4 separate regions of the Sus scrofa genome follow, and regions 2, 3 and 4 are each linked to region 1. Evidence: chromatin contacts called from public Hi-C and HiChIP or PLAC-seq data. All regions are on one chromosome and are shown on one strand. The core of a region is the stretch at or near the end of the contact, and the rest is flanking DNA. Distances in the headings are between cores, read along the strand shown. Region 1 holds the start of PRDM4 (PR domain zinc finger protein 4). Region 2 holds the start of TMEM263 (transmembrane protein 263). Region 3 holds the start of CRY1 (cryptochrome-1). Region 4 overlaps SYN3 (synapsin-3).

Region 1 (6,415 bases), core at 1,928-4,427:
TATTTTGTTCTTTTGTATCTGGTTTCTTTTACTTAGCTTAATACTGTTGAGATTCATCCATGGATTCATAGCTTGTTCTTTTTTTTTTTCTTTTTTTGGTACCACCCACAGCATGCAGAAATTCCCAGTCCAGGGACTGAACCCAAGCCACAGCAGTGACCTGAGCCACTGCAGGGACAACCCCAGATCTTTCACCTGCTACACCACAAGAGAACTCCAGCTTGTTCCTTTTTATTGCTGAGTAGCATTCCACTCCCTAGATATATGCTCTAATTTCTTTATTCATTCACCAGTTGGTGGACATCTGCATTGTTTCCAGCTTGAGGCTATTATAAACAAAGCTTCTATGAACATTTGTGTACAAGTCTTTGTACGTATGTTTTTATTTTCTCTGAGGTAAACACCTAGAAGTCTAACTACTGAATCATATGGTATATAAAATTGCTAAGTTGTTTTCTAAAATGGATATAGCATTTTGCATTCCCACAGGAAATTGTCAGGGTTCCAGTTGTTTCATAATTGTACCAAAACTTGTTATAGTCAGTCTTTTAAATTCTGGCCAGTGTAGGAGGTGTGTAATATTACCTCACTGTGTTTTGATTGGCATTTTCTCTAATGAGTAATAATTACTCATCTTTCTGTGTGCCTAACTGCCATCCATATATATTCTTTCATTGTTGTTGTTTTTGCTATTTCTTGGGCCGCTCCCGCGGCATATGGAGGTTCCCAGGCTAGGGGTTGAATCAGAGCTGTAGCCACCGGCCTACACCAGAGCCACAGCAACGCGGGATCAGAGCTGTGTCTGCAACCTACACCACAGCTCACGGCAACACCGGATCCTTAACCCACTGAGCAAGGTCAGGGATCGAACCCTCAATCTCATGGTTCCTAGTCGGATTCATTAACCACTGCACCACGATGGGAACTCCCATCCATGTATATTCCTTGGTGACATGGCTGTTCAAGTATTTTGCCCATTAAAAAAACAAACAGGGGAGTTCCCGTCATGGTGCAGTGGTTAACGAATCCAACTAGGAACCACGAGATTGCAGGTTCGATCCCTGCCCTTGCTCAGTGGGTGAAGGATCCGGCGTTGCCGTTGCCGTGAGCTGTGGTGTAGGTTGCAGACGAGGCTCGGATCCTGCGTTGCTGTGGCTGTGGCGTAGGCCGGCGGCTACAGCTCGGATTCGACCCCTAGCCTGGGAACCTCCATATGTGAGGGAGGGGCCCAAAGAAATAGCAAAAAGACAAACAAAAACAAAAAAAAAACCCAAACAGGGCTGTTTATCTTATTATTGAGTTTTAAGGGTATTTTATACACTCCAGATACAAGTCCCTTGTCAGATACTTGTTTTGCAAATATTTTCTACCTATCTCTGGCTTGACATTTTATTTTGACTTTTAAACTTTTTAAGACCAAAAGTTTAAATTTTGTTTATTTATTTATTTTGCTTTTTAGGCTCGCACCTGTGGCTTGTGGGAGTTCCCAGGACAGGGGTCAAATTGGAGCTGCACCGCCGGCCTACACCACAGCCACCAGCAACGCGGGGTCTGAGCCATGTCTGTGACCTACACCACAGCTCATGGCAATGCTGGATCCCTAACCGACTGAGGGAGACCAGGGATCAAACCCGAAACCTCATTGTTCCTAGTCAGATTTGTTTCCACTGTGCCACGACAGGAACTCCCCAAAAGTTTAAATTTTGATGAAGTTCAATTTATCAAAATTTAGAGGTTCCTGATTTTTGGATACTTTTTATTTACTTTTTGCGTTTTAGGGCCGCACATGTGTCATATGGAAGTTCCCAGGCTAGGGGTCGAATTGGAACTGCAGCTTCTGGCCTAAACCACAGCCACAGCCATGCCACTTCCAGACTACGTCTGGGACCTATACCACAGCTCATGGCAATGCCAGATACTTACCAGTGATGCCAGGGGTCAAACCCAAATCCTCATGGATACTAGTCGGGTTTGTTACTGCTGAGCCACAAGGGGAACTCCTGGAGGTCCCTGATTTTTGTGTCCTATCAAGGTTACAAAGATTTTCTCATATGTTTTCTTCTGTAAGCATTATAGTTTTAGCTCTTAAATTTATCTGACCTGATTTTACACTTCCAAAATTAAATAAAATTGTTTAAAAAGAATAGGCATGGAAAACCAGGGAGAACTAATTTAGCCTTTATAAGACACATCATCATTCCCTAGGCCCCTGGATGGATGTGGCATTTTAGGGGATATTGTCTCTCACTTCCTTGTGGTATGATGACTTTCTTGATTTAGGTATTGTTGCCAAATAAGGGAGGAAAACTATTGTGACGTGCCAATGTTCAGTGATTAGCTCCCTCAATTTGGAATATTCTTTCTCCGTATGAGAGGTAAAGGAAGGGAAAGATTATACGAGTTGACACCACTTCAGGCTCTCATCCAAAACACTGTATGTGCATCTGTCTTTCACAAGATCTAATTCTCAAAACTCACCAGTCTCCACTACTCGGCAAGCTGTCGAAAGTCAAGACCTGTTATTTTGCATCCCTTTGTTTGAGATGTAATTCACTAAATGTCTTCGGAATGAGAGAATTCCTGGGTCTCTACAGTTCTGCTGGTGAATGGCAGCGTAGTGTGGTGGTGTTTCCATGTTCAATTGCCGTGAACTTGGGAACATTTTCCTTTAAAGTCATCTCAGTATCCCAAGGGCTTGACACAGTGCCTGGCATGCAGTAGGGGACGAAGAGCAAAAAAAGGAAGAAGGAAATGTACACAAAATCCCAAACCCTGCACTCTATGACTTCAAGCAGGGAAGCTGAGTAACCTATAGGTGTAACCTGTGTTGACAAATACTCGGGATAAAATCCCAATTCCTCCTGGGCAACAACAGCCAACATCTCTGGGTTAAGGCCCTTGTTTCAAACCTTGCGGGCATGTGTGGACTTACGCTTTCCTAACAGGAGAATGACACGAGGACTGAAACCTGAAGTCTGGGGGATTTATGGGACTCAGAACCCACTCCCTCCTTACACGTCAGCCCTGGTTGCTTAGCAACAGGGTCGATAGCTCGGCGCTCGACTCGACCCGGGCCGACTGAGACGCGGCGCTCCCGGCCGATCCTCAGGCGGCCCGGCCCCCTCCGGCCCAGGTCCCCGCGGTGCGCACGCGCGGCAGGAGACGGTGGGGTGGGCTGGGGAGGGGCGAGCCGGCGGTGGGCGCTGCTTGCGGTTCCCGGCGGGGAGGGGCGCACGCACGAGGGAGGAGCGGCGGGCGCGGAGAGTGGCTGAGGAGTCGGAAACGCGCCTTGGAGGGTGCGGCCCCGAGGAGACCGCGGGTTGGGCCGGGCGGGAAACGTTAGGCGAGCGGCCCTCGGGGCGCGGGGTCGTGCGGGAGGGGAGGGCCCCGCGGCGAGCTCTGCCTGGATGAGGAACAAAGCGGTGGGGCAGGCGCGTGCGCCCCCCGCGCGGCCGGCAGGTGGGCTGCGCGCGGGCCTGGCCGGGGCGGGGCGGGGCGAGGGCGGCCTGCGGGCCCCTTGCCGGCGGCCGGGCGAGCGACTTGGCCGCCCTTGGGAAGCGGTGTCCGCAGGCCCGGGCTCTCCGGCGGCAAGGGGACGTGGGCTGCATCCTTCCCGTGCTTTGGTGACCGCCCTTGTCCTCCCTCTTAGGTTGCGCAGTCCCCCTCCCGAAGCTTCTGGAGGAAAGGCCCCGGGTGTCCCCCGGCATGCCCCATCTCGCGGCGGGGTGCGCGGCCGCGGGCCCTCGGGAGAAGTTGGGCGGCCCCGGGCGGCCTCGGGGGCGAGGGGCCGCGTTTGTGCAGCGGTTGTAAGCAAGATGCGGTAGCACGTGACCCTGGAACGCAAACCCTGATGCCGGTTCCCCGCCACCTGTGTGCGCCTTTCTTTGACATTTGGCCCCCAGCAGATGCATCACAGGTGAGTAGCTTGGTGGGCTCAGCGCTGGTGACATCTTTGGAAAACATCTAGAAGATGAGACTTGAGAGTGTCTTTGTTTTTGGTGCCATTGGGCAGGTTACAGGTGCGATTTGCAAATGGATTTGTGTCCCAAAGGGAACAAAAAAAATCCAGAAAGTAGTGCTGAGTTGAGTTTACTCTCATTAAACTTGATTTTCTCCAAGTGTGAGTAGTCGTTCCAAATAGCTATACGTCGATTGTTGGCTGTTTAACATTTTATCTTTGCCTTTGAGTTATATGCGCATTTAATAAAATTTTGATCTAGATTTCGAAGTGTATTCTTAGCTCATCACCATGCTTCACCTTGAATTTTGTTGGTCCCCATCTGGCTTGGCTGGTAATGTAGAGAAATAAAGTTTTTAATTCTGCAGGCTTCGTGTTAATGTTGAAAGTAGTTTGTGGTACCAGGCCAGTACAGTGCAGAAGTGTACCAAAGACATATAGCTACATTTGGCTGTTCTTTTTAGGGCCCCTTTCCTAGGTTGTATGTTGAGGACAAGGAAGATTAAGAAAAAAATTCTTTCCAGTTACTGAAACTGTCCATTGCATTTGCAAAATGGCTGCATTTCAGTTAGCTTTTTATATGTCATTATAAGAAGTTATAAGATCAACAGATGGTTCATGCATAGGTCACATAAACTAGAAATGATGAAGGGATTGATTCTGCAGCGAAAGCATAGGGGAAAAGAGTGAGCTTAGGATCTTGATTTCTGGCTCTTCTCCCAAGATTGCTTCCTAGAATCCCACATGAGAGAAGTAGCTAGAATAGAATTGCCCTTTGGAATGAGCGAGCCTTGTGAGGCTCATACTGTAAATTCCTTCATCTGCTTTCTCTCTGTGGGATACTAGTTACCTTTGGTTTATGACTGCTGAGGTCATCACATTTTAGTGACTCACGACAAAGCAGAAATCTGCTGAGCCTCTCACATTAAACTCTGGTTTGAACTGGTTTGAGAAGGCCTAGGAGTCAATTTAGAAACACCATTTTGATTTTTATCTTGAGATTAAGTATACAGATTAAAAGTCAGATTTTCAGCATGCGATCTGAAGCTACAGACGTTTAATTGTACTTTAAAAAATCTTTTTTCAAATGAGATGCTGATGGATTTATCTTTTAAGTATTTATTGAAACATAATTGATTTACAGTGTTATATTTTCTGCTGTACTTAAAAAACTTACTGTAACTTTTTTTGTAGATCATTACTGCTCTTGTGATTATAAAGTTTTAGTTAATGTTTGCAGCTATAAAGAGTTACAGGAAAAGTCTGTTTTAAACCATCCCAAGCCCAGAAACTTTGACAATTAAGGTAGCTATGGTTTCTTTAGGCTGTAAGGATTTTTGCATTCTTATACAGCATAATTAAATATGTTATTAATGTGCTGTCCTTCATAAGATGTATCTCATTTGCCATGTGATTCTTATTGTCTTTTTAGTAAGGGTGAGTTTGCATTTCTGTATCTAAACCAGATGCATATTTCAGAGTGCCTGCTCTATGCCAGGTACTACCTTCAGTTGGCTTTGTACACTTTATTAATGTCTGGGAGCTTAGTTTTATGAGATACCTGGCCTGGGGTAAGGTTGAAGCCTGTGGATATAGAATAGTGCAGGAACAGGTCTGTGTGGGACTTTAAACATACCCCACAATGTAAATACACGGATCCTAAAGTGTTGGAACTATAAAAGGCAAAAAGGTTCTTTTATCATAATTGTCTTTTTCTGTCATAGTTAAGAGCTCAAGTTTTTTAAATTAGGCAGACGTGGATTTAAATCCCAATTCTGTGATTGACTAGTTTTGCAAATTAGGCAGACCTGGATTTAAGTCCAGACTCTGCCGCTTAACCAGTTAAGTAATTTTGGCTTAATTTTCTCAGCCTGGGTCTCAGTTTACTCATCTCTAAAATGGGATTAAGAATAATGCCCACCTCACAGTAGTTATAAAGATTAGATTCAATAATTACATGTTTAGGCACACACAGAAGAACTTGCATGACCGTGAGACCCAAGATAGGGATTGGAGGTCACTGGTGACCTTTGGATAACCTCTTGGGTAGCCTCTTGAAATTATGTTTATAATATGGCAGTCTCTAAATTCTGACATAGAAACTAATACTCATTGATAACACCCTCCAACAATGTCTTGTTCAAATCAGTATTACTCTTATTCTAATGACAATGCTAATGGCACTACAAGATGGATTGCATAGAAAAGGCAATTCTTAGGTTCTTCAGCCTGCCAAAAATGATCTGTAAATAAAACAAGTTTGGTGTAATGAAAAACTTTTTTGCTGGTATCTTGTGGCATGATCGATGTTCTTCCACTGCACTGCTGTGTGATTTGGGGCATATGAAGAGCCCTCTTTTGAGTCTCTTTCCTCCATTATTTTGAAGAATTGATGAGAGGATATGAAGTAATTTTTAATAAAATATTTAGCAAAGCTTATCTAGTGAACCTTGATAT
Region 2 (6,415 bases), core at 2,397-4,896, 760 kb after region 1:
TTCTCTGGTGTGTGTATGTATATATTTTAACGTTTAAGTTTCTTATACATCATGCATATTAACAGCAAGTATGTAGTATTAAAATTCCTACAGAACTCCTAGGGTAATAAAAATTGTGTAAAAGCTCTAAGTATATGGAATATATTTTTCTGAATCCCTAATAAAGATGCCAAGTCACTTGATAAAGGTATTTTTGCTAAAATCCTTAACTATCTGCAATGCCATCTATACTTTTTACTCACATAAACCATTCCCAACCTCTACATGCATATATGTGCCAAACTTTTAGTGATATTACCTCTTTATGGATATTATCACTTTATCATTAGAAATATTTTTTATGTTTCCACCCTGTTCATTATCATCACATTTTTTTCTCTACTGGGAACTGTGACGACAAATACACCTCTAATCTCCAAAACTGAAGAGGTAAAATTTAAAGTATACATGTGAAGACAAATAATTGACAGTAAGAGTTTTAAAAGGACTATTAAAAAATGTTAGCCTTATAAAACAGTATTAAATTCTACACAAACCATCTGCCCTAGACTCATTGAGCCATTTGTTCAACATATATTTGGATTCCAGCTATGTGCCAGGCACCCTGCTAGGCACAAAAGGCTACAGTGTGATCACACACACACACACACACACACACAGGACTACTCTAAGCCAGAGTTTACAATCCAGGAGGGATATACTTTTCCTGCACTTTATCAATTTAGTTTCATTCATAAGCCAAAAAAAAAAAAAAAGTATAGGAACTCATAATGCACACAAATTTCTACTAAAAAAATACTTTTCTAAGGAAGGCAATAAAGACAAAAAACAGCCATTAGATCAGGATAAATAATTTAACTTATTCTATGGACATAAATCAGTTTTACCATTTGGTCCTGACATACGAACAAACTAAAGTACCAACTAAAACTAGTCATAAATGTTTTTTTAAGACATTGTGAAGTGTGAAAGACTTCTTTTCTATAGACTGCAATATATCAGCAGTTCCTTTAAGCATTTCAGGCTAAGGAGAAATAAGTCTTGTCCTGTACAATAGTATCATAGATATAGCATCTGGCAAATACATTGAGCAAGGATTTAAAACAACACTATTCCCCAAAGGATAATTTCCTCTAATAATAGAAATAAGTAAACAAATGCCTCTGTGGACCCCCTTCTTAAAAAAAAAAAAAAAAAGGCAAGAAAAGAAAACAAAGAATCAATGTTGTTTGTGGATATCTGTAACATTTTTTATATAAAGTTTTCACTGATCGTAAAAACAAAATCTGAAAACAGTACTCAAGTGTGCCTATGGCTCAACAACCCTCTGTGTACCAAGGGAAGTTAAAGAGCACTAACACACTGTCTGTGAAGCCTAACCACAAAATACAGTGCACAACAGTTTTTCTTCAAAGCCACTTCAAAAATTTCTTATTAAACAGTAAGTGCCAATTTCCTTATAAGAAAAAGACTGTAAATGAATTAGCTAAATTCTTCTACACATTCTATATATAGGGACTCCGCCACATCCTCATTCCCATGTTTTAGTTTCTTTGCTAAATAACTACGAGGAGTTTCAAAAATATATTTATACAGAGCTTTAACTCACACACATCAACAGTGTATATTAAAACACCAACTTACTATTTTTAGGCTTCTCTACTTAACCAACAGGCTGCTTTTAAAAATGGCCCCTGCCCATTAAATCAACAACACGTAAACTACAAGAAATGCACTGAATCTAGCAGGGAAATAAAGTAATCTGCCAGTAAAACCTATAAATGACCATCTCCTGACAAGTAACGACTGACACTATCAAATGGCAATTTTTAAGTGTAGCCCTTAAATGGAACATCAAGCAGAATTACAGTAAGCTATCAAACCAGTACACCAGTCATTTTCACTAAATTATTCCTCATTAGTTCAACAGCTATCTGTGTCCCTACTACAGGTCAGACACTGTGTTAGGCACTGAGGTTTACACTGTGTTAGGCACTGAGGTTTCAGCCTGAACAAGTATGTAAAGGCCTACTCTGAGGGTGTTTATATATAATGCAGTAAGATACCTTCAGAAAGAGGAAAAACAGCAAATACTCAATGACTGAAACAAAGGCAAAGACATTCCTGGACTTTTAAAAAATGGACCTCACACGGTAACTTTTCTAACGATGTTCTCTACATATGGGCATATTTTTATTGAACCTGTTTTCCAGTACACGTTATAACAAAAACTAAAGAAATGAAAGTGGAAAAAAATCAAAACAGGATGCATAAGGGTTTATTCAAGGTTACTTCCCTCTTTCTTTAAAAAAAGCAGACGTGGACACGTACACACACATATATACCTGTTGATGGAATGATATCAATACTCTTGGGAAGCCCTTTAGAGCACCCACGCCAGTGCAAGTTTTACATAGGTTAAACAATAGCAAATAATCGCACACAGTAAATTAAGTATTTTCATTTAGAATCAGCACAAGTGCTCACAAGGACATAATAAATCAAACTCTCCTCTTTCTCTAGGTGTTTCGAAACCTTTCCCAGTGGCCCCTTCTCAACCCCCACGGATCCCTTTGGGCACTAGCAAGTACTTTTTTTTTCCTTCTTCTTTACCAGAGGGAGTGACGTGGCAGGAGAAGCAGAAAATGACCCTGGAGGAGCCCTGGCTAGGGCTGAGCTCAGCACCTCCTCCCTCCGCTCCACGTTGGACACCCAGCACACCCGCACTCCCACAGGGTTCCAGAATTCCTATTCTAACATACAAGAGGAGATCTGTTTAGGAAAGAGGATCTGATTGGAAGTAGGAACCTGGGGACCAGACTTGAGAATGCGTGTGTATATAGCAGACACGAATTTTATTTAGACTCAGAAGGCAATGACGGCACTGATGGGTGCTCCAGCAGCCCCCGGTGCCATCAGCGTCTCTCTCCATTGCTACATTTTCAAGTTTAGGTTATGCACGGAGGGGGCGGGTAGGGCTACCTGTGAAGAACACGGTGAATGCCCACTGGGGACCTGAACCCAAGAGAATGATTTATCAACAGGTTAGGAGTTAGCAGGGAGGGGAAGCCCAGCACCCAGGCCCTGTGCCACATTCCTCTCATCTCCCAGGCTGCTGACGCCCTCCCACCCCCATTCCCCCAACCCGACACCCCAGGAGCTAAGAAGTCAGGCAGATGCTTCCAAGAAGGGTCGCAATCTCAAACCACCGAGGAGGAAAAGACCCGTAAGAGGGGGCAACCGTGCCAACGAACCTCCACCCGCCCCCAACATCATCTCGCCCCTCCCCCTTCCCCGCTCAGTCCCCCCAAAAGGCCCAACTCCCAGCAGCCAGGCCCAGAGAATGAGGCGGTGAGGTGCTGAAGAGCTAACGGAAAAAGGCAACAGAGAGGAGGAAAAGAAGCCGAGACGGCGCCCTCTACCCTTCCAGCCTGACTTACCGCCGGGTCGGGGGCCGACGCCGGGGCCGGGCGAAAAGACCGGGCAGCACCGAGGAGGGCTGAGGCGGCCTGAGCGGCTGGCACAGCCTGGGTCAACTGCGAGCTCCGGAGACGCCTCCTCTGGCTGTGGAACCAGAACACTCGGTTGGCGACGGCGGCCTCTGGCTGCGGACGTGGCGCCGGACGCGACCCGCCCCCTCCACCGCCTCCTCAGTTCCCGCCTCCTCCCGCGGCTCGCGATTCGACGCGCAAGCGCACACGAAGCCCCTCCCGCGCCCACCCGGCACACGCCCACCCGTTTCTCGAACTGCCCAGCCCTCCCAGCAGCCCCCAGACAGTCGCCTCCCGAGGTGCGCACGCGCGACACCCCCCCCCCCCCTTGCTCCCAGGCCAAGCTCCCGCCCCTTCGCCCGCTAGGTGCCACCGCGAGAACCCAGGGCCGGCCTGCGAGCGCGCCTCCGCCTGGGGCCTCCCGCCCCCTTTCCTCCTCGGTCCAATCAGATCGGGCGAGGGGCTCAGAGCCCCGGGCATGCGTAGGCTGAGGCGCTGCGGCCCGCAAGCGCTGGAGCCGCCTGCTTCTCGGACTCTGGCTTTAGTTGCTAGTAACGGTCGCTAGGGATTCAGAACGTTGGCCCGAAGGAACATGGGACGGTCGCCAGCCGGGACTTCTCTGCGCCTTTCAGTTTGGGGCTCTCGACGTGCCTTTACTGCCCAGGTGACAGGGGTGACCAGAGAGGACTTGCTCTATTATTATTATTATTATTATTATTAAGTCTCTTCTGCCCTAGACCTGAGGTTCTTAAAAGGAAGAACTCCTGTGATCAGTCGTCGTCACCCACCGCTCTCGCAGTGCTGAGGGCTCGCCAGGGGCCCACTCTCTTCAGTTGGCTGAAGAGAGTGGGTGCTTAGTAGCTAAGAGGAGGGAGTTGGAAACCTGGAATTAGGAATCCTGGCTTCGCGCCCCTCCCTCGCCACCTGCCGCCTAGCGTGGTGCATCTTCAGGTCTCCCCATCTAGGCTGAGGCTCTGCTTGCGGTTCTGGAAGGTGGTGAGAAGAGTGCAGCGGTAAGAGGATATTGTCAGGCCCTGAACCCATTGTGAGGTGAGGCATCTCACCTCACGGCTTGGTGGTTGCGAGGACTGAACGAGATAAGTGGTGAAAAGGCTGCTAAACTAGAGAAGGGGTATCTATTCATTTTCCACACCTTTAAAATGAAGATTACAGTAAGTCCATCATAGATAGGTTTTTCTAGAGAATCAAAAGAAATGATGGATGTGAAAGGGCTTTATAAACTGAATTCCTATATGTGTATGTAAGTGTCAGGTCTTCCTTCACAGATTGATTAGCAAGACAAAACACGCTTGTCTTAGTATGTTTGATAACTAATAAGGTCACACAATTTTTTTTTCAAATGCAAAATAATCAGTTTGGTGCAACTGAGTAATAACTGTTGGCAAGGCTCAGAAAAGGACGTGCTAACCAAGGAAAGCATCCTGGAAGAAGCTTACATTGAGCCAGGTCTTGAATGGAATGGCCTAAATATGGTTTATGGTTTCTGCCTAGTCATTGATTTATCAAAGCAGCAACTCATATCTTCTTAGACCATTGTTCTGAGACTATCAAGATATTTTAGTTTTCCAGAAGTTAAAGGAGAGATGCAAAAATCTTGTCACTTTAAAATATGATCTGAATTGTTAGCAGGATCTATGGATTGTTGTGTCTACTCAACATGTGAAAGAGGTACATAACAACTCTATTTTCCTGTTATCACAGCAACCACTTAAAATGTGATCTTTCCAATGTGAATGCTAGGCAAAATTATGAGGTGCACGATTACACAGTTTCTTGTTCCCCTTCCACTTCTTTCTCTCTGCAGGAGAGTTTAATCCTTAATATATAAATGACTAGTAAAACTGTAGCCACTCCTGGGAGATTTTACATTTTTGCTTTTATTGAAGTTGTAATCCACAATGGGTTGAAACCATCTCAAACCAACCAGGATGTAAAGCAGTTCTTTGGGCGAGGTTTTGAGTTCACCTGAATCTTCTGAAACTTCAAGTATAGGTAGTTATATATTTCTTATAAGTCTGACAGCATTCATTTCTTACTGTTTCAGTTTTCTTACCTGTAAAAGTGAATAGCACCACTCAATGTTCACCCACCCCTAGATCTAAAATGAAACTAAGTGTCTTGATGGATTGGCTTCTACAGAAGGATGCTATCTTGATATGGGATACGCTTTTATAGCAGAAAGAGCCTCAAGGAAGTCAGGCCATGTTTGTTTTATAGGCTGAATGTGCTGAGTTCTTGAGTCCCATTCTGTGAAATCCCATCTTAGATTATAAAAATGAAACGTATTTCTGAAAGATTGTATCATGTCAAAATAATGAGACCTTCATGCCTTTCAGCAGTAACTTCCTTTTAATAAAACAAATTCTTTTTTTCTGCCCTTTTTCAGCAGCACCAGCAGCATATGGAAGTTCCTGGGCCAGGGATCAAATCCTAGCCTCAACTAGTATCTACACCACAGCTTCAGCAGCACCAGATCCTTAACCACTGCTCAGAGCCAGGGATCAAACCCGCACTGCCACAGAGACAATGCCAGATTATTAACCCACTGTCGCACAGTGAGAACTCCGATAAATGATAATTATCTTTGTTTTTTTGGCCATGCCCTCAGCATGTGGAAGTTTCTGGGCCAGGGGCGGAACCAGAGCCACAGCAGTGAAAAATTACAAGATCCTTAATGGCTAGACCACTTTTTTTTTTTTTTTTTTTTTTTTTTTTTCGGGCCATACCTGTGGCCTGTGGAAATTTCCAGGCTGGGGTAGAATCGCAGATATAGCAGCCAGCCTACACAGCCACAGCAACTCCAGATTCAAACCATATCTGCAGCCTACACCACAGCTGAAGGCAATGCCAGATCCTTAACCCACTGAGCAAAGCCAGGGATTGAACCTGCATCCTCATGGATA
Region 3 (6,415 bases), core at 1,269-3,768, 640 kb after region 1:
TCTACAGACACGCAAGTGGACTTTGTCCTCTGAAAGTGAAATTGATACCCCCCACAACTGCATAAGTTTTGCCTATATTAAACAAATTAATTTTTAGCATTCCCAGTGGCCTATATATGCAACTGCTCTTTAGAATATTTTATTCCATTGTAACATCTTACTGGTTCCCTCATTAATTAATAAGTTAAGTGAAATCTGTGACATGCTCATTTTATATGCATATGTGAGTCATAATTTACCTTAAAAAATGATGATGCAGGGAGGGCAAAATGGGTAAAGGAGGTCAATTGTATGGTGATGCATGGAAACTAAGCTTTTGGTGGTGAGGCACTACAGTGTATACAGAAGTTGAAATGCAACATTGTACATATGAAACATATAATATTACAAGCCAATGTTACTTCAAGTAAAAAAAAAAAAATCCTTTAACACATTTAAGTTCAATCCCCCCAAAGATTCCACTGCTGGGGGTCACTCAGCCAGGGGCTACCAGCCGAACTGTCACATCACATCAGAACTGAATGAGCAGATGGCTCTGTCTACTCCTTCATTATTCGTATGTTGATAGTGCATGCCAAAAACCACCTCTGCAAGATGGGGTCAAGGGAGAACACAGGCTTTCAATTTAGAGGCTGACACACTTTTATCAAGGGTGCTCATGATATCAAAGCGATAATGATTTTTCTAACACAGTTTGTAGTTCAAAGAATATTTAGGAGGACTCTTCATAGCTATTTTTGAGCCCATGGCAGGGTTGTGCTTATAGAATCCTAGAATTTTAAAATAGTGTAGAGAACTTATGAATTATCTAGTTCAATCCTTCCCCTTTTATACATGAATTAAGCAGTCCAAGAAAGCCTAGATGACTAGCTCAAGATCATCAACTAATTAATGAGGAGCTGAGATATTATCCACTCTCTTTCTCTTAGTCCCATACTCTTTTCACCACCAGGATGTTGGAGTCAACCAGAATTACATGAGATTCCTAACAATACTCCCCACACCATCTTTCTTCATGCATAAACACTCACTCTGGAAACAAAAACAAAAACAGGAGTGGTGGTGTCAGTGAGGGATGTGATAAGGAAAGAGCTTTGGATTCAGAAACAGTCTTGGTGTTTCATCTATTTATTTTTATTTCGAAGCTTCAATGTCTTCAACTGCAAAGTGGGCATAAATTAAGTAATACTAAGCTGCCTCATAAGATTATTATGAGGGCTCATAATAACCAATATAAAGTGCCTGACCTATAGTAGGTGTTAAGTCAAAGTTTTTATTAAATGGTTACTCCTCTCAAAGATATATTAACAATCTATATGCCATTAAAAACCCTTCAGTCTCTGAGGAATGCACAATTGACAGTACTGATGCTTTTATAAAAAGTTAGTACTTTTAGGTGTAATGAAAGTTACATACATCCACATACAGCTATTTAAGAAAAAAAAAAACCCTTCTTTATTGAATGGACAATAGGCAAAAATAAGGCAATTCTACACAAATCAATACTACTTACAACTGTTGCATTTGGATGCTTGAAAATAATTCTTGTGTCTTTAGACACAATCTGCTTACTTTCAAACTACCTAAAATGAAACATGAAACACTTTTTAAAAGTATAATAGGCTCTGGAGCATGAAGCATTGCCTCTAGAAAGGTAGGCAAAGGCCCCATCACAAAGAGCCCTATAAACCGCACCAACTTTAAGAAACTAGGGCTGACAAGTTGACAATATACAGATGGTATCAAGGAATTGCAGTAACACCTGGCACCAATCCTATGAATTACCCCTCTTCCCCAGAGCACGTGCAAGGGTGCTCTGCCTCGAGGGCCACAAGAATGAGAAGGACGCCAGCTCTACACGCTCCAAGGCAGGGTTGGGTTCTGCAGTCAAGCTGGAAGGAAGCACATGGTTTGGGCTCCACGTCTAAGGGGAGCCTCTTACTCCGCTCTTTTCACCGCATACCGCCCGCACTCCCCACCTGGCGCCCCCACCGCCTCCTGTTAAGACACCAGGAAGCTTCCTGGCCTTCCCCCGAAACCCCCCGGGAAAAAGCCCCAAGCGCGCTCCAGCAGCCCGGCCCCGCCTTCCTCGCCTCCCTCCGTAAGGCAGCGAGTGCGCACGCGCGCCTACCGGAACTGAGCGCGCGCTCGCGAACTCCCCGCATACCCGTGCTCATCCGGGTCTCGGAGAGCCTCGGCCAATGGTGGCCGCTCACGGCCCCCGAGGGCGGGGCTAAATCTTGCCTCACACGGGGCCTCTGGTCACCGTGGGCGCTTTCAGGCAACGGCGACTCGTCCGCGGAGGAAAGGACAGAGGCAGAGAGTCTAGCGTCTGGGCGAGGGTCGACGGTTTTGAGATGGAGCGGCTGCCGTCTAAAAATTAGAGACTGAATAGCGAGCAGAGTCCCCAGTCAGAGCCGCTGTAGTAAACACACTTCAGAAACGTGAGGTGCCGGGGGTCACGTGGGGAGCGCTCTGTCCAATGAGGAGCCGAGGGCGGGGCCAAGGCCGCTGACGCGGCGGTGGCGGAGGAGTCACCCGGGCAGCCTCGGGACCGGTCTCGGGCCGGCAACCGTCCAGCGGCTTTGACCACCGCCTCAGCGTTCCGTCCTCACGCCTCTTTCCTGGGCCGAGAGGTAGCGTGGCCGACAGTCGCTGAATTCTCTCTCCTCCCTGTCGGTGGTTTGCCTCAGGCGGGCCGTTTGCGCTTCAGGGGCCGCCTCCGTGGGGCGAGGTTTCCGTGACGAATCTCCTGGGGCTGCCCGCGCCGGCTCGGGCCGTCGTGGCGGCTCGGGCTCGTGGAACTTGCTCATCCTCCGGGGGTCCGGAGCCCTCGAAGTTAGGCGTCTCATCCAGGCGGTCGTGGCGGGTGCCGGCTCTTAAAGGGCGTCACGGCAGGACTCCGCTGACTGGGCAATCTCCATTCATCTTCCAGCCGCACGGGCAGCGCCCTCTCCCTCGCGGGTCCCCTACTCGGACTCATTTTTTCCTTTCCCCGCTCTGCTGCCCTTTCCTCACTCCTTGGGTGCGGCGATTCTCCTGGAAGCGGGGGTGTCGGTTATGAGCTGGACCCTCTTGCCCTGAATTTCTCGGGGCAGGAACTCGGCGGCGCCGCCGCGCCGCCTGCCGCCCACCGCGCCCCCGGGATGGGGGTGAACGCGGTGCACTGGTTCCGAAAGGGGCTCCGGCTTCACGACAACCCCGCCCTGAAGGAGTGCATTCAGGGCGCCGACACCATCCGCTGCGTCTACATCCTCGACCCCTGGTTCGCCGGCTCTTCCAATGTGGGCATCAACAGGTGGAGGTGAGTCAAAATCCTGTGAGAAATTGATTTCGTTGTTTCATGAATTGGGACTTTACGTGCGATCGACCACATCTAAGAATGTAGACCTGGGACCGCTGTGCTTATGCAGTTTTAATTATTGCAGGTGCTTTAAGCATTAAATAGAATGGGCTTAATGGTTCTCTGGCCGAAGAGTGCCGGCAGCCTGGAACACCTTGGCCTTCAGCTATGAGTTATGTATCTCTGTGCTGATGAGGACTCTTCTGCGTTTATGGAAAATTCTTAGTGGGGGAGTTAAAGAACCACCCCTTCCAATTAAGTGGCCATGGATTGATTTCCTTGGCCGCCGTGTGACACTGAAGGGATTGCGGTTTTTAATGTTTACGTTTGTGTGTGTCTAGGTAACTCATAGAATGGAGAAAATCATTCATTCAGTATTGTCGCCTCCAAACCCAGTTTTCTTCCACCTTGAGGTTGTTTTGGGAAAAGCAAGGAAGACTACATTTCCCTTTGCTCAACTCTTTCAACTCCTCCTTGTGGTTGACTAGACACAGCACAGTTTTTCTTTCTAAGCAAAGTATAATCCTAGGATTCAGAGCACTGGAAGAAATCTTAGAGAAGTTTTACCATCTTTTCTCGAAATGCCAGGCTAGATGATTGTTAGACCGCCTGGTGGAATGAGAATATTCATTCAGCTGACAGATTATTGATCACCTACTGTATACCAGGCACTGTTTAAAACACCAGGGATACAGTTATTGAATGAGACAGACAGAAATTCTTGTCCTTTTTGAAGACATGTCCCAGAAAGTATATAGTATTTAGTGGTGATAAATGATGTGCAGAAATACAGAGAAAGGGGATGAAAAATACGACGGGGTGGGATTGGAGTTGCAATTTAAAATATGGTGATAGGGAAAAACCCATATTGAGCAAGATGATGAAGCAAGTAATAGATTACAGATACCTAAGGAAAAGCATTCCAGGGAGAAGGAACAGTAAGATAAAAGGTCCTGAGATGGAGATATTCTTAACCTTTGGAAAGAATAGCAGAAGAAACCGATCTACTGGAGCAGAGTAAATGAGAGGAAAAGTAGTAAATGAGGTCAAAGATGTAATGGGCCAGATTGAGTAGAGCTTTATAGGCAGTTGTCAAGATTTGGGCTTTTACTCATAGCAAAGTGGGAATAACTGTAGGAGTATGAGCAGAGAAGTGATGTGATTTGAATCAAGCTTTTAAAAAAGTCTCTGGCTGTGGTTCTGAGAACAGACTGAATTGTAGAGTGGAGGTGGGCAAGAAGCAGGAAGACCAGTTAGCAGTTCATTGCTTTCATCCAGGTGAGATATGATAATGGCTTAGACTGTAGTGATCATGGTGGACATAGTGAGAAATAGTCAAATGTTGCGTGTATGTTGAAGGCAGAACACACAGTATTTGTCAACAGATTGTATGTGTGACATAAGAGAAAGAGAAGGAATTAGGAATGATGTAAATTTTTTTGACTTGAGAAACGAGAAGGATGGAGCTGCTTTTTGCTAAGTGATTAGTGGGAAAGGCCATTGAAAGGGTGATTTGAGTTCTCTTTTGAACTTGGTTAATTTTGAGGTGTTTATTGCACATCCAAGTGGAGACAGCGGATAGGCAGTTGGATATATCTGCAGCTAAGGACAGAGACCCAGGCAGGAGGTATAAATTAGAGAATTATCAGTTTATAGATAATATTTAAAGCCATTTATTAATCCATTCATTCATTGAACAAATTCAGGTCATTCATCTACATGCCAGATACTTTTAGGTGCAGGGCATTCAGTATAAATAAAATAGCTAAAAAATCTCTACCTTGTTGAAGCTACATTCTAGTAGAGCCATGAGACTATATCAGAACATTAAGAGAGTGAGTATAGGTAGAAAAGAGAGGAGGTCCAAGAACTGAGCCTTGGGGAGTTCCCGTTGTGGTTCAGTGGATTAAGGAACCAATGTTGTCTCTGTGACAATGCAGGTTCCATCCTTGGCCTTGTTCAGTGGGTTAAGGATGCAGTGTTTCCACAAGCTGCCATGTAGGTCTTAGATGCGGCTTGGATTCACTGTTGCTGTGACTGTGGCATAGGTCTAAGTTGCAGCTCTCATTTGACCCCTAGCACAAGAACTTCCAACTGCAGGTGAGGCCACAAAAATAAAAAGGAAAAGACCCAGAAGAAAAACAAACCCCCAAAACCCAAAATCAGGAAATGAGCCTTGGGCCTCTAATGTGTTGAAATTGTGGAGCTGTGGAAGAAACAGCATAGGAGATTGAGAAGCAACATCTAATAAGATGAGAAAGCCCAGAAGAATATGCTGTCTTAGAAGGCAAGTAGAGAAGGACAGAGAGTGTTTGAAAGAAACTGTTTTACCTTTGTCCGTCAAGTTGCTGGTCAAGTGAGATGAGGACTGAAAATTAAAAACTGTATTTAGCGTTTTGAGATCATTTATAATCTTGACTACTAATAATTCATAATCATTGATAATCTTGACACTACTGAGTGGTTTCAGTAGTGTCAGAGGAATGATTCAAGAGAGAGGCTGAGAGGAGAGACAACTTATATATACAGCTCTTTTAAGAAGTTAAGAAGTTTTGCTCTAGGGGATTCAGAGAAACAGTGTACTTCCTGGAGAAGAATGTGAAGTCAAGAGAGGATTTTTTTTTTTAAGATAGGAGATAATTATAGTACATTAGCAGAATTAGTGTCAGTGTTCATTCTGGAATAAGATGATAAATGTAACATTTTAATCTATTAATATCTTAACAGTAGTATAGTAATAATTCCCTCTTCGTGAGATTGTTAGAATTAGTAACAAATGTAAAATGCTTAAAATGTGAGTGGTAGTACTAAGTGCTTACTTGCTATTTGCCCTTAAATTTGAAGCCCTAGGTAAATAATATCTAATTAAATGCTCAGTTCTTCCAGAGCAGTTTATAAATTTATAAAATCTAGACTATAAACTTCAGATTAGGGGTTTTATATTGCTTAATTTTGTATACCCAACAACTCATTATTTTAATAATGAGTAACTAAAACTGGAAAGCACAATAGAAATAGTCCCATATTTCTTTAAAATTAAAGTCTAGTTGGTTTACAGTGTGCCAGTTTCTG
Region 4 (6,415 bases), core at 2,018-4,517, 570 kb before region 1:
TAAATTGTAAGCACCAGAGTGACAGGGGGCTGTTTTGTTCAGCACAATTCCTGGGAACTAGCACAGTTCTAAGCACATAGTAGACCCTGGATGGATGGATGGGTGAGTAAGTGACAGGCCCCACGTGCCCTTTCTTTCTCTCTTTCTTTTTTCTTTTTAGGGCCACACCCTCAGCGTATGGAAGTTCCCAGGCTAGGGGTCTAATCAGAGCTGAAGCTGCTGGCCTTCACCACAAATTCTTGGAAACCCCAGATCCTTAACCCACTGAGCAAGGCCAGAGATCAAACCCGCCATCCTCCTGGATACTGGTCAGGTTCGTTACTGCTGAGCCACAAATGAACTCTGCCCCACACCCTCTTTTTAAATTAAATGCAATATTCCCATGGTCCCCTCCTTCTCATTCTCTTTATACCATCTAAACCTCTTTTTTTTTTTTTTTCCTGAATGATCAGGTATTAACCACTTGCACCTTGGTATGAATTATCTTTCAGTGTCTCATCTTTCCCATGGGGATTTCCCTAGGTTGGGTTCTTAATAGATGCTCATTTAATGTTTACTGAGGGAACAGCTTAGCCTTATAAATGTGAACTGGCTTGGTGGAGTGAAGGCAGTGGACTTTTAGAATTTTGTGGAAATGAAGGTGACACAATGTTGTGTCTTTGGAGAGGAGAGGGCCATGGACTGGGAGGTAACATTTAGCATGATCTCTGCAATCAGGGTGAGTGACTGACAATTTTACCCTAAAGGCTGGTGCTGGGGAGGAAGAGGAGCTCCCAGAGGGCAGCCAAGACAGGTTTCCATTCTGCTAGACATGAAGCAGGAGTTCCATTTAGAACAAGGAAGATGCTGCCACCGCCCTCCTCTTGGCATGAGGAAATGCTATTTTACTTCCCCAGCTATTGAAGGACAGGAGGAAAGAGATGAACATTAAACACCTGCCATGTGTCAGGGATATGGTGTCAGGGGGCCTTATGGCAGACATGGCAATGTACTTATTTTTGCAAATGAGACTGGGGCTCAGGAAGGTTGATGTTTGTCTGAGGCAGCCCTAGGAAATAAATAGCAGAGCTGGAGAGGACCTGGGTCTGTTCTGACACTAGCAGTGCCACCCACCTCTCTACCTGAAGGGTGAAGTATGCCCCAGCACCCACCAGTGAGCAACCCACCTGCTGGCATGGATTTGGCAGGTCTCCAGAGGCCTTCATATCTTTGTCCTCACTTAATTCTCATGACTCTATGGGTAGTTCTTCCCATCCCCACCCTGTAGATAAGGAAGCAGAGGCTGCCCCAAATCATGTAGCAGGTGCCAGAGCTGCCAACTCAAATCTAGGTCTTCTGATACATGACTGTCACTCATTTTTCCTGCACATTTAGGGACATGCCCTAGGAAAATTCATCAGCCCCCTGAGCACCTCCACTGTTGCCCAACTCATTTGTCCTTGTCTGTACCTTTCACACAAATACACACACATCCAGACCTTCTCAGATTCATCTTGGCAGCCTTTGGTCCTGGCAAAGGATACGTACCAAATATTGGATGGATGGATGGATGGATGGATGGATAAATTGGACCACTTTGCCAAGGAAGCAGCCCAGGCCCTCAGACTGGGCTGAGTCCATTTCTGTGGGCTGAGTGGTTCATTGCTCTTTATGGGTCTCTCCCTGCTATTAGGTAGTAAGCCCCCTGAGGCCGAGAACTGAGTGATCTTCCCTGTTTGCTTAGAGCCTGCAGGTTTTGGCACACAGTAGATGGTTAGTACAAGCGTTAGTACAACCACCCCAGGTCAGATCTCCCTGCTCCCACATCCTACCTTTAACCTCATTCATTGCATTCATCATTTTCTTTTCATCTGGTTAGTTTCCTGACTTTTCCAAGAGCCTGTTAGCTCCACAAGAACAGAGACTGTATCAATCTCCCCTCCCCAAGCCTAGTAGGGTGCCTAGTCCTTACGGGGCTCAGTAAATAGTGGTTAAATGAGGGAGTGAATAAATGATGTGATTGTGACCAGACACCTGCCCATACAAGTCTTCCTTATTGCTATCAGAAACCAGTGGGGAGACCTCAGCACATCCTGTGGCCTGGGACCCTAGTCTGACCAACCTTACCTTCACAGATCCCTGTGCAGGAATGAGGAGCCTTGTTACCCTCAGAGGGTGCCCCCCATTCTAACTCACTGGAGCCCCCCAGTTGCAAAGAGGTATGACAAGGCTGTTCTGTCATTGGTGGGCCCCATCTGGGAGTGGGAGGGGACCAGGAGTTTTAGTTATTCTTGGGAGTAAATAAATGGAGCTAGAATTGTATCTCTGAGTTGGCCCTGCTTTTGCCACACCTCCACCCATCCAACCTGGCATGTGCCCCTCCTCATCTTGCTAACTGGGAAAACCCTGAGGGTGTCCACCTTCAGAGTTCTCCTATGGGGTCTGTCATCCATCTCCCCCAGCTCTGTCCAGGCTGCAAATGTGCAACGGACATGTTGCAGTTGCATCAGAAACATGAAAATCTGTTTCTAGAGCTGGATCCCTGCCTCCCTGCCCCCCGCTACCCCCCCAACAGGCAGGGCTCTGCCTGAGACAGAACTTTCCTGACCCCTCTTCCCTGGTAAGGGCATCGCCAAGGCCTAGCCACACTGACTCTCCATCCCAGACGGATTTATTAGAAAGACGCTGCTTGGACACAGGTGGATCCTGTTTGTGCTAATTTTCCTCTTCCTTCTGCCCCTGCTACAGCCATGAAAGAGCTCGGTATCTCTCCCCATAAATCTTGCTCACACACCACATCCCGCCTCCCCAAACCAGGGATTTCCCACCCCAGGCAGCACTGGTTTTATAATATTCTCCTTCCTGGTGCCTCTGATGTGGCAGTAAAATATGAGACCACCCACAGAGATGGAAGCTTTATAGAATCAAGAGCTCCCCCCCACCCCTTCCCAAGGCCAAGGACTTGACTGATTGGCCTGCGTATTCAGGGAGCTCATTATGAGGATAACATATTAGGGCATTAGGAAGAGGCCTGCATGAGGGAAACAGAGCCCTCAGGCACAGTGGGGTCATCCATTTTGCCTGAGGTCAAATAGCCAGGCAATTATAGAGGCAGCAACCCCAGCCCCCAAGGCATCTAGAATTCCAGACCATCCCTACCCTTCCCTCTGCCAGACAGAACTGTTCAGAGGCTGCTCAAGCCTGAATGAGCCCCAGGCAAGGAGGCAGCAGTCTGTGTGGCCTGTCAGGAGACAGACTTCTGACTCCCGGCCAGGCAGGGGGATGGACCGCCTGACCCTCAGCTTCAGCCTGAGTCCGTCTGGCAGGCCCTGCAGTAAACATTCCAGAGATGGGCAAGTGTTTCTTGCCCAAACAAGTGTTTTTCCTGGGAAGGTGAGGCCCATGGAGGCCAGAGCTGCTTGGGTGGTATTGGTGTAGGGCAGCATGTTCTGGGTTCCCAGCTAGGATCACGTTAAGGGCTGCTGGTTGTGCATGTTGGACCCTGAATGGTGACCCCACTTTGTGATGGGTGTGGATTTGTGTGTTACAACAGTGTACCAGTAGATGGCAGTAGAGCACCTGGAGCAGGGGATGCCCCATGGCCTCTCCCTGGAAACATTATTCATTTACCCAGTCAGCAAACATTCCTTAGACATGTGCCTGTGCCCTGGCACGTTGTGCCGGATACTGGGGATTCAGTGAGCACTGAGACACGGTTTCGGGTTTCCAGGAGCTCACAGACTAGGTTTGTGGGGGCAGGGGACAGCAAACAACATGTGATTCCAACACGGAGTGGTATGTGTTATAGGGTTGTTAAGCAAAGCCCCCATGGGAGCTCAGAGGAGGAATACGAACCCAGCCTTGTTAGGGGGGTGCTTTCAAGGAAACAGAAAGAGGTAACCAAGCAGAGGAGACAGCAGCACATGCAAAGACTCAGAATCCTACAAGCACAGGAGTCACAGGAAGTTGAGTGTGCTCATGAGGTGAACAGAAAACAGGAGAAGACATGGGCCATAGGTCAGCAGGGTCCAGATTATGAAGGACCTAGAGGGTCTGGACCGAATCCTAAAAATCTTAAAGCACAAGATCTGCCTCACCATTGCTGCTTAGGGGCTCTGTGTGACTTTGAGCTTGTGGGGACTGGTCCCAGCCCTACTGTTCCTAGGGGTTGACACTGGGGTCAATAGGAGGAGGGATATGATGGGTGCGCAGGCCTTCTATGCCAGTGCCACCTGTTTATCGTCAGCATCATCATCAATCACTTATTGCACTGATGGGACAGATCAACATGAGGTGTTCCATTCTGTAACCTCCATAAGGGTAAAGATTACATTTGGGGTCCCTGCACATGGCGCCCGGAGCCACAGAGTAAACACTCAGTGGTTCTTTGTTGTCATTGTCAATTCTGTTTCAGGCCCTGGGCTGTATACTTTGGAGCTTACTATGTGCCAGGAACCATTCTAAGTGCCTTGTACGTCGTGTCTCATTTAATCCTCATTTAACATCCATGTGGAATAATTACTGTGATTATCCCGGCTTTCCAGATGTGGAAGCTGAGGCACATGGATGCTGAGTGAGTTACCCAAGGTTGCACAGCGAGCGAGTGGTGATGCTGGGATCATGTCGGGTGGTCCACACACTCTACTTAGTACCACGGGTGGGGAGGATCTAGTGAATTTCTCACCACACTTTGGCTGGTAGATGTTATCACCACTTGACAAATGAGGACGCTGTGACCTGGAGGGGTTAAGTACGTTTTAGAGTACGCCATGGGTAAGCTAGAGAGCTAAGATTTTGCCCAAGCCTCTGTGGTCCTAGATCCATGCTTTTTCCGGTACACCATTGAATGTACTCATTAGATACCATCCTGAGGTCCCAGGATCATCCAGTAGTTCTAAACCCAAGCCGCAGGGACCCCTGCCCTGAGTCCTGCTCTGGCCTTACTAGCCATGCCCCTTCTGACAGCAAAGGAGGACCCTGCAGATTGCACCCTGAGATCATGCAGTGGGTACCCAGAACTGTAGAATTCACTTCCCATAGGGACCCAGGCCCAATTCCAGGCCGGTTCCCTGATCTATCCTCCCCAGACATGGCCAAAAAACTATTGATGAGAGTGTGAGTGAGGAGATGAAGCTTGGCCACCTGGGCTGGGCTACCCATAAGTGTGCACAAGAAGCCCCAGTGATGCAGAGAGGAGGATGGGAGGAGAATTAGGGAGGATGATGGCAACCAAGAGCTGGCAACTCTCATGCCACCATACTCTGGGTATATCTCCAAGAATTCTGAGAAGTTTAAACTCTGACCCTTCCAGGTCATTATGAAGTTGTATTGGTCAAGGAAGGAAGGTAGACATTTTATTTAAATGTTTCCTGGCTTTAGAAATTTCAGATATTAGGCTTGTGATACCTAGGCTTCTACTTATTATTTTGCCTCAGGCCCTACAAACATTAGAGATGAGCTTATCCCAGTGTTTGGGGTTTATCAGCACTACCTTTAAGGATTCATGATAAAATTCACAAACTATGTGAAAGATTCCCTTTGTATGAGGCTGGTTAGGTGGGATGTCATTTACTGATTATGGGGAGACAGAAGTAGGGGGTGGGAGGAAAGGTGATGGAAGGGTGGTTAGATAGATGGATGGACAAAAGACAAATGAGGTCTGCTTCATTGGACAGATGAACAAATAAAGAAATGAGGGGATGGATAGGTCAATTTAATAAGTCCTTTATAGATTCTATAGGGTCTAACTCAAATCCATAATTACTTCTGCACTATTTGTTTATGTGGGATTCTTTATCTCTTTTGATCCTTAAAATAATGTTTAGAAATAGGGAGTTCTCTTCATGGCTCAGTGGTTAATGAACCCGACTAGGATCCATGAGGATGTGGGTTTGATCCCTGGCCTCACTCAGTGGGTTAAGGATCCAGTGTTGCTGTGAACTGTGGTGTAGGTCGCAGATGTAGTTCAGATCTGGCGTTGCTGTGGCTGTAGTTTAGGCCAGTGGCTACAGCTCCAATTCGACCCCTAGCCTGGGAACCTCCGTATGCCATGGGTGCGGCCCTAAAAAGAAAAAAAAGTTTAGAAACATACCATGTAGTTATTAATCTCTTCCTTTTACAGAGGTTAAAACTGGGATTCAGGGAGGTAAAGCAACTTGGCAGAACCAGAACCTGAGTCTGCAGTCCTCCCCTCCAGTACTCTTTCTCCTCTCCCACGTGACACATTTAAATAGTGAAAAAATCATCCACCCAGGAGGGAGGAGAGAGAAGGAAGGTAGGGAATGTGTCTGGACATACACCTGTGGAGTAGTACCTTTGGGAGAAGGAGAAAAGAGTGAAGCAGTCTGCATCCTTACTCAGTATATTTCTTCTTCTTCACAGGGCCAAGTACTTCCATGGAAAGAAGGTGAATGGAGAGATTGAGATCCGAGTGGAA

What was found. A called contact is a pair of places that touch in the nucleus more often than the background predicts. HiChIP or PLAC-seq counts read pairs in DNA pulled down with a chosen protein or histone mark.
Region 2: a Hi-C map of skeletal muscle shows a contact between it and region 1, with 4 times the contacts expected there. The contact joins the promoter of TMEM263 here to the promoter of PRDM4 in region 1. A contact is called at or near these places in 1 of 5 promoter capture datasets (fetal skeletal muscle) and 2 of 47 Hi-C or Micro-C datasets (both in skeletal muscle).
Region 3: a contact with region 1 is called in an H3K27ac HiChIP or PLAC-seq map of alveolar macrophages. The contact joins the promoter of CRY1 here to the promoter of PRDM4 in region 1. A contact is called at or near these places in 1 of 5 promoter capture datasets (fetal skeletal muscle) and 1 of 2 datasets of contacts at active chromatin or transcription factors (alveolar macrophages).
Region 4: a contact with region 1 is called in a Hi-C map of embryonic fibroblasts, with 1.9 times the contacts expected there. The contact joins the enhancer-like site here to the promoter of PRDM4 in region 1. A contact is called at or near these places in 1 of 5 promoter capture datasets (fetal skeletal muscle), 1 of 47 Hi-C or Micro-C datasets (embryonic fibroblasts) and 1 of 2 datasets of contacts at active chromatin or transcription factors (skeletal muscle).

The regions. Positions count from the first base shown.
Region 1 is chr5:12,635,213-12,641,627 of Sscrofa11.1, forward strand. It overlaps PRDM4 (PR domain zinc finger protein 4), which reads left to right and starts at 3,178. Exons shown (of 12, transcript XM_005655523.3): 1 at 3,178-3,296; 2 at 3,650-3,916. The coding sequence starts at 3,906.
Region 2 is chr5:13,393,766-13,400,180 of Sscrofa11.1, forward strand. TMEM263 (transmembrane protein 263) reads right to left here and starts at 3,647. Exons shown (of 3, transcript XM_021091567.1): 1 at 3,441-3,647. CRY1 (cryptochrome-1) reads left to right here. Exons shown (of 18, transcript XM_021091562.1): 16 at 2,617-6,415.
Region 3 is chr5:13,273,031-13,279,445 of Sscrofa11.1, forward strand. CRY1 (cryptochrome-1) reads left to right here and starts at 2,519. Exons shown (of 18, transcript XM_021091562.1): 1 at 2,519-3,304. The coding sequence starts at 3,147.
Region 4 is chr5:12,068,899-12,075,313 of Sscrofa11.1, forward strand. SYN3 (synapsin-3) reads left to right here. Exons shown (of 14, transcript XM_021091548.1): 3 at 6,361-6,415. Among named protein-coding and RNA genes, the nearest start is that of MIR9790, 44 kb to the left of the region's middle. Within about 2 kb of position 3,268, at least 35 of the 83 cell types and tissues checked have an H3K27ac peak or open chromatin away from gene starts, as enhancers often do. A contact at or near this core is called in embryonic fibroblasts, where this site is marked.